Linked DNA regions of Mus musculus: region 2 is linked to region 1. Evidence: chromatin contacts called from public Micro-C data. All regions are on one chromosome and are shown on one strand. Each heading gives the region's core, a stretch centred on a gene start, on an enhancer-like site or on the middle of the called end of the contact. The rest is flanking DNA. Distances are from core to core; before and after follow the strand shown. Region 1 has its middle 12 kb from the start of Gm29862. Region 2 has its middle 49 kb from the start of Gm30041.

Region 1 (4,738 bases), core at 1,984-4,483:
AAGAATACGAAATCATTGTATTATTGAAACTACAGATACCATCATTGTTTATAATACAAGAAAAATTAACCAAGTCCACCAAGCTTGAGTAACTTTCTAGGATAACATTATAATATTCACATTTTGGAAGCTATTATTAAGGCTTCTAATGGGTTCTGGAACTTAAAGCACACCCAGGAACTTAAAACAACACAGAGTTTAACACAGAGACAAACTAGGTAGAGCAGTTGCTACTCCATCAGAAGGTGAGTTTCGGTCTTAGAACCTATGTTGGGCAGCTCACAACTTCACAGTTGCCTGTAACTCCAGCTCTGGGGTGGAGTGGTCTAGTGCCCTCTCCTGGTCTCTGCAGGCACCTGCACACATATGTATATGTGTACTTGCTTGTGTATCCACAGACATATACCACAGTACACACACTGCCATTACCACACACACACACACACACACACACACACACACACAGTAGATTGCTTGCCCAACATGCACGCTTGATTCTAGGTTCAATCTCTAGAAACAAAACTATTTTAAAAAATGATGAAAGCATCACAATTATTTATCATCATCATCATTATTATTACTTATTTTAATAGTGGAAAGGTATGTGATGCGAACGCAGTGATCTGAAACTGGGAGTAAGAAGCCTATGACAGAGGCTTCTTTGCAGAAGTGTCTAGGTGGCAATGCTCTGTTGGGACAGAAGCTTGGAGTCTCTGGCTAAGAGGCTGAAACTGAGTGGAGAAGACAGAGGTGGGAAGGCTAAACCCTGACAAATACTGCAGCTTTCCCTGGGCATGACCCTAGTGAGGAACATGTCGTGAATACCAATTCGGAGTGCTCCATTTTGAGGTACCTGGGTCTCCCAAAGTCCTCTTGCGTAACTGAATCCTGGCAACAGTTAAGACTTATGTTTGGCGGTAAGGATTCCTCCCGGAGCGTTGAGTTTCTGATAGACTAGACTAGGCGCTGCTAATGTATGTTTAGGTGGCGTGTCTGTGAATGAAATCGAGGGAAAGTCGGCAAATGTTTCGTCTGGGAAAATTCTCCACAGCAAACCCCCAAGTGACAGTACAAACTCTTTTCAGCAAAAAATAAATAGCTGGTCTTTTCCATTTGGTTTTTACCTTTGTGTGGTGCTGGAATCCCCGAGTGTCTGGCTAATAGCGCTATTCCCTCCGATTTTTGCAGCTTCGTCATCTAATACTCAATTAACATACCGTCTGCAACGCTCAGCTAAAGGAAGTTATGTGAGAATGAGAGAATGAGGGACCATCTTCGCTGAAGAACAGTTTTTCTTGTCCAAGAAGCACTGGCAGGAGGAGACTGGGTGCGGGGGGGTGGGGAGGGCCAGATTTTATTTTACTTTACTTTGTTCCCAGTTTCTACTTAAAATTCGGAGCTCAGCAACCATTCCAGTTTCTTCTTCCTGCTCTGAGTTCCCTCAAAAGTAAAGACTTAAACAAGGTGAGAAAGAGGACTGTGGTTCTCCGAGTAAACAGGCCCTGCGGAGCGAGCCTGGACCCAGGGAGAGCCCTCCTCCCAGAAGGAAACCAGATCCCTGGGCAAAATAGGTGAAGAAAAATAGGGCAGCTGTTAAAACATTTAGTCTGTTTTTCTCTTTATCCCCCTTCTGGTCCCCTGCCTCCCAGCCCCCTCCCCCACGCGATCCTTTCCAACCCCAGGCGACTGTGCTCCGGGAACGCAGGACCCCCTCACCGGAGAGCAAATACATGAGCTAGGACAATCCCCGGCCTCTGCTTCCCCGCCGCCCCCTTCCCCGCCCCTCTGCATTCCTGGAGGATAAGCGGAAGATTGAATGGATGAATTTTTGGCAGCTATTTGCAGAGCCCGCAGCCGCAGCTTGGTTTAATTAGGGAATCAGAGCGTTGCTTTTATGTAGGTCACTTTAGGTTCTGATTCCAGATCTCCTATAGCTCTGTCCTTCCTTAAAAAAAGCCAGAAATACATGTACAATTAGAAACTAAAAACACACCAAAAATCTCTCGGTCATGTGTCTCTCTCTGTCTCTCTCTGTTAATTCCCACTAGAATAGCTTAGCTGGGACCCCTCCCTTCTCCAAAATAAGGATAGTATTGTAGCTTAACTCCACCCCACTCCTGTGGTCTGAAACATATGTGCAGAACAGAGAAAATTATTAGCAGGCATGAAGGACATTTTTTGCTTTCTCGATGTTTTTGTCCTAGAAAGACTCCTTGAGCTTTCTTCTACGGAGTCTAACAACGAAGCACCTATTGAGAACTTAATCGCCATCAGTTTGTTAATCTTTGAGATGTAACTGAAAATAAGTACCGAGGTAGGGGGAGAGATGGCAGACAGGGCATTGCAGTGTCTCTTAAAGGAACTCAGACCCCAAATTAAGTGTTTTCAGCCACAGGTGGGGCCCACAGGAACCTCGTCTGAAGGTTTCGTAATGCACAAAGAATTCTCTTTGCAAGGAGCCCAGGAGGGTGAACACACAGGGATCCTCTGTGGCCTTGGGGGTGTGGGGAAGGCCCTAGCAAGTCCTCTGTGTCTGTCAGAAGTTTGTTCAAATGACGCATGGCTTGGATTTAACGTTTTCAGGTACTTTATCTTTACTTTCACATTTGAAATTCGATCAGTCTAACGTAAATACGAAGCAGCCAGGCCTTAAAGAACAAGACAGGCTCTCTAAACACTCTGAACTCCAGAAGAAAACACGGCCATGTTTTCATAATATACTTAGATGCAGGAAATGCATACTTAATGGGCTAGGGTGACTTCATGTAATCTGCCACCCACAGATAATTAATTAAGCTACTCAGTGAGTGTCGGGCAAACAAGTTAACATCGCAGGCTCTCAGGAGTGTGAAGTAGTGTCCTGTTTACATTTCCTGGATGGTTCAGTGAAGAGCTGTGGGAACCACCAAAGGGAGGAGGCTATTTCAAGTTGTGGCCCTCTCAAAATGCTAAGAGCGGCTATTAGCCCTCAAAGGCTGCAGGTCTAATCAGCTTCAAATAGTGAGAAACAGCTGGCCAGGAGGCCGGTCTGTCAGTGTATGAGGTGTCTGTCTGGGAGGTGGCTTGGAGGAGAGCTCACAGACTCCGGCTCATTATCTCCAGAATGAAAATGGAACCACAGCTGTCTCTTCTGATAGATTTGATTAAACTGCTAAGCTGGGGGTGGAGGGGTGTCAGAGAGGGCGAGAGGAACGTCAGCAGAGGCTCGGAGCCAACAGCGTGTGCACGTATATTTCCAAACTCCTCCGGGCAGGAGGTATCTCAGTAATGGGACTTGCCATGAGATCTCTGGCAGGCTCGGTGTTGGAACCACATCACTGAAACTGCTTGTCTTGGGATATTTTATTTTTGTTCGTCTTGTCTGCAACTCTCCCCGCTGTGAATACTATCCAAGAGGAGTAAAAATGAATTCATCATGGTTGTAAACTTCCCAAAGCAGAGGTTTTGCTTTTGCATTTCAGAAGACAACTTCCCAGGGGAGATGCCCATGGAAAAAATGAAGTTTACCTACCACCAAATCAAATTTAAGGTGTCAAAAGTCTGGCTGCCATCTTAAAGCCGTTGAGAAAAGCTGCACACAATAGCTTTGGAGTCGACCTGCCTTTTTACTAGAGCTATTCTGCTGCATAAAGAGTTTTGTATTTTTGTTATAGCCTGAGTTAAACACAGACCCCTTTCCCATTAGCATTGATGGTGACCTAGTACATGAATTCCACAGAGCAACAATGCCCCCTCCTGTCAGCTGTGCTAGGGTGTAGCACCCTTACTGGGGTTAGTGATATAGAAACTCACACTTGCCCCCTCCCCCACCTCCTGGTCATTGGTCCTCTGTAAACATCACAAATGCCCACAGAGATAATAAACCTGAAAATGTATCTTTCTTTAGTCTGTTAAAAAAAAAATAAAATTTAGTTCTTAAGGTCATTGCCATTCTTCTTAAATTTCACAGATAGGTTCAGTTATCTCTGTGGCTGTGGAGATGGTAAGTAAGCATCCTCTATATGGGCTACGTGAGTTGTCTAATGCATTCTATACTTAAATAGCAACGTACTTTGTTCAAACACTAGAGCCTTGATAGAGATGGTCACATGTAGTAGAAAGATCATACAATTGTTTATGAACAAATACGGTAGATCATGTCTTCATGCTTTAGTAACTTCTCAAGAAGGAATGGAGAAGACCCTTAGCTGGGACCAATAAAAGCACCAAGCATCTGGGATGTGGTGGTCAGTATTCCCCTTTTTTCATAAGGCCTACCTCACTTTACTGGATCATGTGGTATGAATGCAAGAGTCCTTTCTTGGGCAATGTTTTAAAATACATTGCAAAAGATTGTCAGGACTTCTCAGTGCATTTATTCCAATTCAGACTTTCCATGGATTTATCATTTGTAGGAGGAACAGTGCGGCCTCTGCATAAATGCCAGCTGCAAAGGCATCTCCTGCAGGAGGACCCAATTGAAGGCTGCCTGGAGATCAAGGATTGCTGAAGCAGGCAGCAATACCAGTCAATTGGGAGCTGCTGTTTAGAAGAGATGCTTTCTTGGGACCAATGGAGCCCTACTGGAAGGTATTAAAGGAGCTTGCAGAGGCATTCAAATGAGTTTCTCACCTGCTTCTGGAGTCTGTGCCTTTGACTCAAAGTCACTTCACCTCCAACCCCCAAGGGCAGGTAGGGTCGGGCCACAGGCAGTACAGGGCAAGGCAACAAACATTAATCATATTTTTGGAAGTTTTCA
Region 2 (4,352 bases), core at 96-2,595, 360 kb before region 1:
TCATGATTGATTTAGAAAACCCATGGTTACAATGGACATTCAGCCTCACAAAGTCAAAATGGCCGCTTACTATCACAGCCAAACCCTGTCTACATCCCACTTTCTTTTCAAGGTATTTAAGCAACAGAGCACGCCACTTCATTTCTCTCAAAGACACACAGTGCTAGCCCCCTATGGAACAAGACTATGTATGCAGATTCTTCTGAAACTGGGAATGCTGTAAAAAGAGCTGTTTTTTCTATTATTTCTTCTCAAACACAGTAGATTAGGTAATGCTTCAATAGTTCACTGCTATTAATCTTGTTATTATGTGTATATAGATGACATGTTAAAAAATCAGAAAATGGGGAGTGACATCTATGTCAGTCAAAAGGGTCATCGTAATTCATGAGGTGAACTATTGGTGCACTCTCTTTCATCGTTAGCACACTCCTCAAGTTACTTTCATATATGTGGCCCCTGATTACGAGTTGCTTACGAAGTTGAGCCTTAATTATCCTTCAGTCTAAATGTGAATTTTATTTTTGTAAATTCTGCCTTGACAGTCTGATTCTTTTTTAAGTTTTAAAAAAAATGCTCTTGTTTGCTTGAAGGGCATTTGCAGAACTCCGTAGCTCTGGAAATGTAACCTCTTTCCTGTCACTCGGCTTAATGGTCCGCACATGTTTTCTCACTTAAACTTTGCCTCATTTGGCTGTGGTTTCTTTCTGTAGCCTTTGAAACCATTTCTAATGGAAAAATGCAGCTGTGAGCGATATTTCCTAAAATGTACATGGAATTAATTTTCCAGGCATTTTGCGCGAGGGCCGGGGGTATCTGGAGGAGAGACTTTGCCAAGAGGCATTTTCATATAAGCAAACGAAAGCGAGCAAGAGAGAGCAGGACGGTCATTTAAGGGAGTGAGCGATGCTGTGGTGCAGAGAATGGTGGCCAGGGGGAAAGGGAAGAGGAGAGAAGTCATGGGAAGCGAGGAAAGCCATACATATCCTGTGGAAAGGGGGAAGAGAAAGGAGAAAGAGTGGGGATGTAGGAGTTCCTAGAAGGGTGGGAAGAGCAGCCCCTAAGAAAGAAAACATTGTCTCCTGGATCTGCTGTCATTATTTAAAAACTGATTATTCTTTGAAAATCGCACTTGTGTATATAATACCGCCAGTCAGTCATTTCACCTCATGGCCCCTTCTCATCCATCTTTCTCCGTGACAAACTCCACTCCAATTTTCACGTGTGTTTATCTGTTTGTTCTGCTTGTTTGTGATCCACTGAGTTTAATTAGGGTTGCTTTCATGAACACGGATGGCGTTATTTAGTGGAGCAGCCTGCAACATTGACTACACCCTCAAAGAAAATTTCTCTGCTGCTCTAGCAGCCATGCACCGCATCCCCACCACCAACAGCCTAAGTTTCAAACCAGCAGCCTGCAGTCTGTCTTCTAAAACCTTGATTTCTATGAGATCGACCAATCTGTCGGATATAAATAAATCAGTTTCATTTTAAAAGGTCACCTTTAAAACTAGCATTTTAAAATGTCGTTATTAAGATTCTTTGTTTTTGTCCACAGTCTTCTCTGACCTCATAGTGTTTGTAAGTTAAAAGCTGGTGTATCACACAGGAGCTTCGCCAGGCACAGCTGATGAACTGCGCATGCTCAGGAAACTCTGACTCCACAGGTTGTGCGGCCAGCTCCAGACTGCGGAGACTCCCTGTGTCTGCTCCCTCTGCCAGAGTTCCTACCTCTCATTTAGGAAGTTCTCAGGGCCGGTAGCCGAAATCCAAAACACATAAAAGAAACAAGATGCGTTCTTATTATGAATGTGGAGTTTGGGTGGTACGTTTTTCCAGAATTACCAGTAATTCTGACAACACGTAAGCTTCAAATACACAAGGTGTATGTACTCACTGTTATATAATATTTATTGTATTAACATAGTGCAATGAGATTAATAATGTGTAGGATAATTAATGCAGGACAACAGGTTTCACGGTTACATATTTACGATCATTTTATACATATTATAATGATGTAGATGGCTTTACAGTTGGTCAAACTGGTACACTTCCTTGGCTCAGTACCATCAAGAAATTATTTTATGAGGATGCAGGCTGTGTAAATATTTAAATAAGGTTATTTAAATACTGGAGGATACTGCTCATGGACAGAGAACAAAGTGAAGACCGCGGAGAGACTGGTGTAAGTGAAATAAACACGAGTGATTATGTTTGCAAAATAGTCCAAACTACTTTTGAACTGTATCCTCAAAAATTGAAGCTCAGAGAATTAAAAAAAAAATGTAGCTGAGTTCCTTCAATAAGCTAGTGCCAAATATCAAAAGGTGATTCTTATGAATATACCACAGTTCAGGTGCAACTTCAGTAATTCTAACGCAATTATAGTACCACAAACTATAAAAATTCACAACTGCACATAGTGTGAAAATATGTATAGGTTCTGAAATAGTCTGAAATGATTTCCCAGGGGGCTGGAGGGGACAGCCTAAAAAACATCAACCGTGCTTACTTTCTGCCTGTCTGTTAACCATGTTCTCAAACTCTGACTCTTTGCAGTTATTATATTTGATATTTTTGTATGTGGTTTTGCTTTCGTTCTTCTAGTGTTTTGGCTTATTTGATTGTTTGGCACCAGCTTTTGTACAGCTAGAGGAATTTATATAAACTGATCACACTGAGTGATATTCCCGGACACGGCCGAGTCTCCTGCAGATTAATAGCTCATCCCAGAGGAAGAATTTGTGCTGGAATCACAGAGCACGCCGATGTGCTGAACCCTGTGCATTGCGAAGCCGCTTTAAAACTGGAGAGAGTGAACGCGAGGGCAGCTGTCCTACGGATCCAGTTGTTTCTGGGTCTTGTATTCACAGAACTGATTTTTCTGATGTTCCCTGGAGCTTGAGACGATGCACAATAAAAGGAAGGAATTCTTGGCTTGCAGAGCTGACTTAGAGCTTTTACCCTGCTCCCTTTTCTTTTCCCGGGGAGATGGGAAGAAATATAAAGTCCCAGCTTGGTAAATCAACGAATTAGGAGCACAAGTGACTCAGTCCCAGGCATAACCAAAAAGCACAACCATCGCGCCAGCGTTTGGTGCCCCCCACAGTACCAAAGATGGAGCCCCGACATCAGTCTATACCCTAAGTCCTCTAGAAGCCTTAGACCAAGCACCACTTGTGCAGGGAGCCAGAGAGAGGAGAAGTGCCCCGGACTCTCAGTTGAGGGTTTGGTTGAGCCCTCTCCTTTCCTTCTGTGAGGGGACACCAATGGTGCTGGTCTCCTGAGGGTTTGTAGGGTAACCCCGAATACACCGATTTGTAGGATTTTTAGAGGGCCGTGGCCACCTCACTCCCAGAGGGCAGAGTTCCACAATATTGGCTTGTTCTCTGGCCCAGGCTTGGGAGAGTCTTTTGTATAGTCAGATGTGCCAGGCACAACCCTCTTTTGCCCGAGTAGTCTGAAGTTTGTTGCTAGATATCCTGTAGTCTGTTTTCCTCACTTTTCAAAAGCTACCTTTTCAGGGGAAACCTACCCTGGAACTGAATTAACAAAGCTGCTGCATGAGGGCTCCTGCTGCACGTGGCTCCCCTCACCTTCATCCCTCACAGCTTCTCCCCCTGCAGCTGTTGAGCTCTTACCTTGCTGTTTAGTTTGCCCCGTTGTTACAGTTTAATTGCTCTCCCTTCCGCTTCCACGTTCCGAAAAATCAGAACTTTTGCCCGTTTTTGTTCTTGGATACAAGTGCCTGGAACAACATCTGGCCCGTAGAAGGAACTCAAATATTTGTGGAATGATTGAATTTAGCAAATCGGTATTGAATGTCTGCTCTGTCCCAAGATTTGTGCTTAGCACCGGGAATAAAAATGACAGCAAGGCGCAGTCTCTAACCCACAAAAGTTTACATGGCTCCGTTCCCAGGACACCCACCACAGTTTCTGACTCAGGGGACTTTGGATAGAGTCTAGAAAGTTCCTGGTCTGCCAGATACACCAGAGTTTTCATTTCTTTCCCCAAGGTCCTCTGTGCCAGGAGATAAATTGTATTGTCATGGAATCTTTGACATACAACAAACCTGAAACACATCTGGCATTGAATATCCCATCCTGAGTGATGCTGGGATGCTGGGATTTCTGTTTCCCAGAAACACAGGCAAGAACGTGTAGAGTAGGGCATTGCTTATGTCTTCTCCCTTCTATCATGACAGAAATGAATGTCCAGCCTAGAATAGTGAGGTAGCTAAGTGCGAAAGTAGAGATTGTTCCTCGGGAATATACTTTGAAGATTTCTGCTGCCGTTGCCTTAATGGCCATGTTTTAAACTGAGGTTCAATGAATTTTTAGATTTTA

The links. Hi-C and Micro-C count contacts between places; a contact is called where the count stands out from the background.
Region 2: a Micro-C map of embryonic fibroblasts shows a contact between it and region 1, with 3 times the contacts expected there. The contact joins two enhancer-like sites. A contact is called at or near these places in 5 of 484 Hi-C or Micro-C datasets (adipose-derived mesenchymal stem cells, embryonic fibroblasts, nephron progenitors and 1 more), 4 of 115 datasets of contacts at active chromatin or transcription factors (craniofacial prominence, embryonic limb bud, embryonic stem cells and 1 more) and 1 of 9 other capture datasets (embryonic stem cells).

The regions. Positions count from the first base shown.
Region 1 is chr10:125,784,051-125,788,788 of GRCm38.p6, reverse strand. No RefSeq gene overlaps it. Among named protein-coding and RNA genes, the nearest start is that of Gm29862, 12 kb to the right of the region's middle. Within about 2 kb of position 3,233, at least 76 of the 459 cell types and tissues checked have an H3K27ac peak or open chromatin away from gene starts, as enhancers often do. A contact at or near this core is called in embryonic fibroblasts and nephron progenitors, where this site is marked.
Region 2 is chr10:126,141,339-126,145,690 of GRCm38.p6, reverse strand. No RefSeq gene overlaps it. Among named protein-coding and RNA genes, the nearest start is that of Gm30041, 49 kb to the right of the region's middle. Within about 2 kb of position 1,345, at least 38 of the 459 cell types and tissues checked have an H3K27ac peak or open chromatin away from gene starts, as enhancers often do. A contact at or near this core is called in embryonic fibroblasts and nephron progenitors, where this site is marked.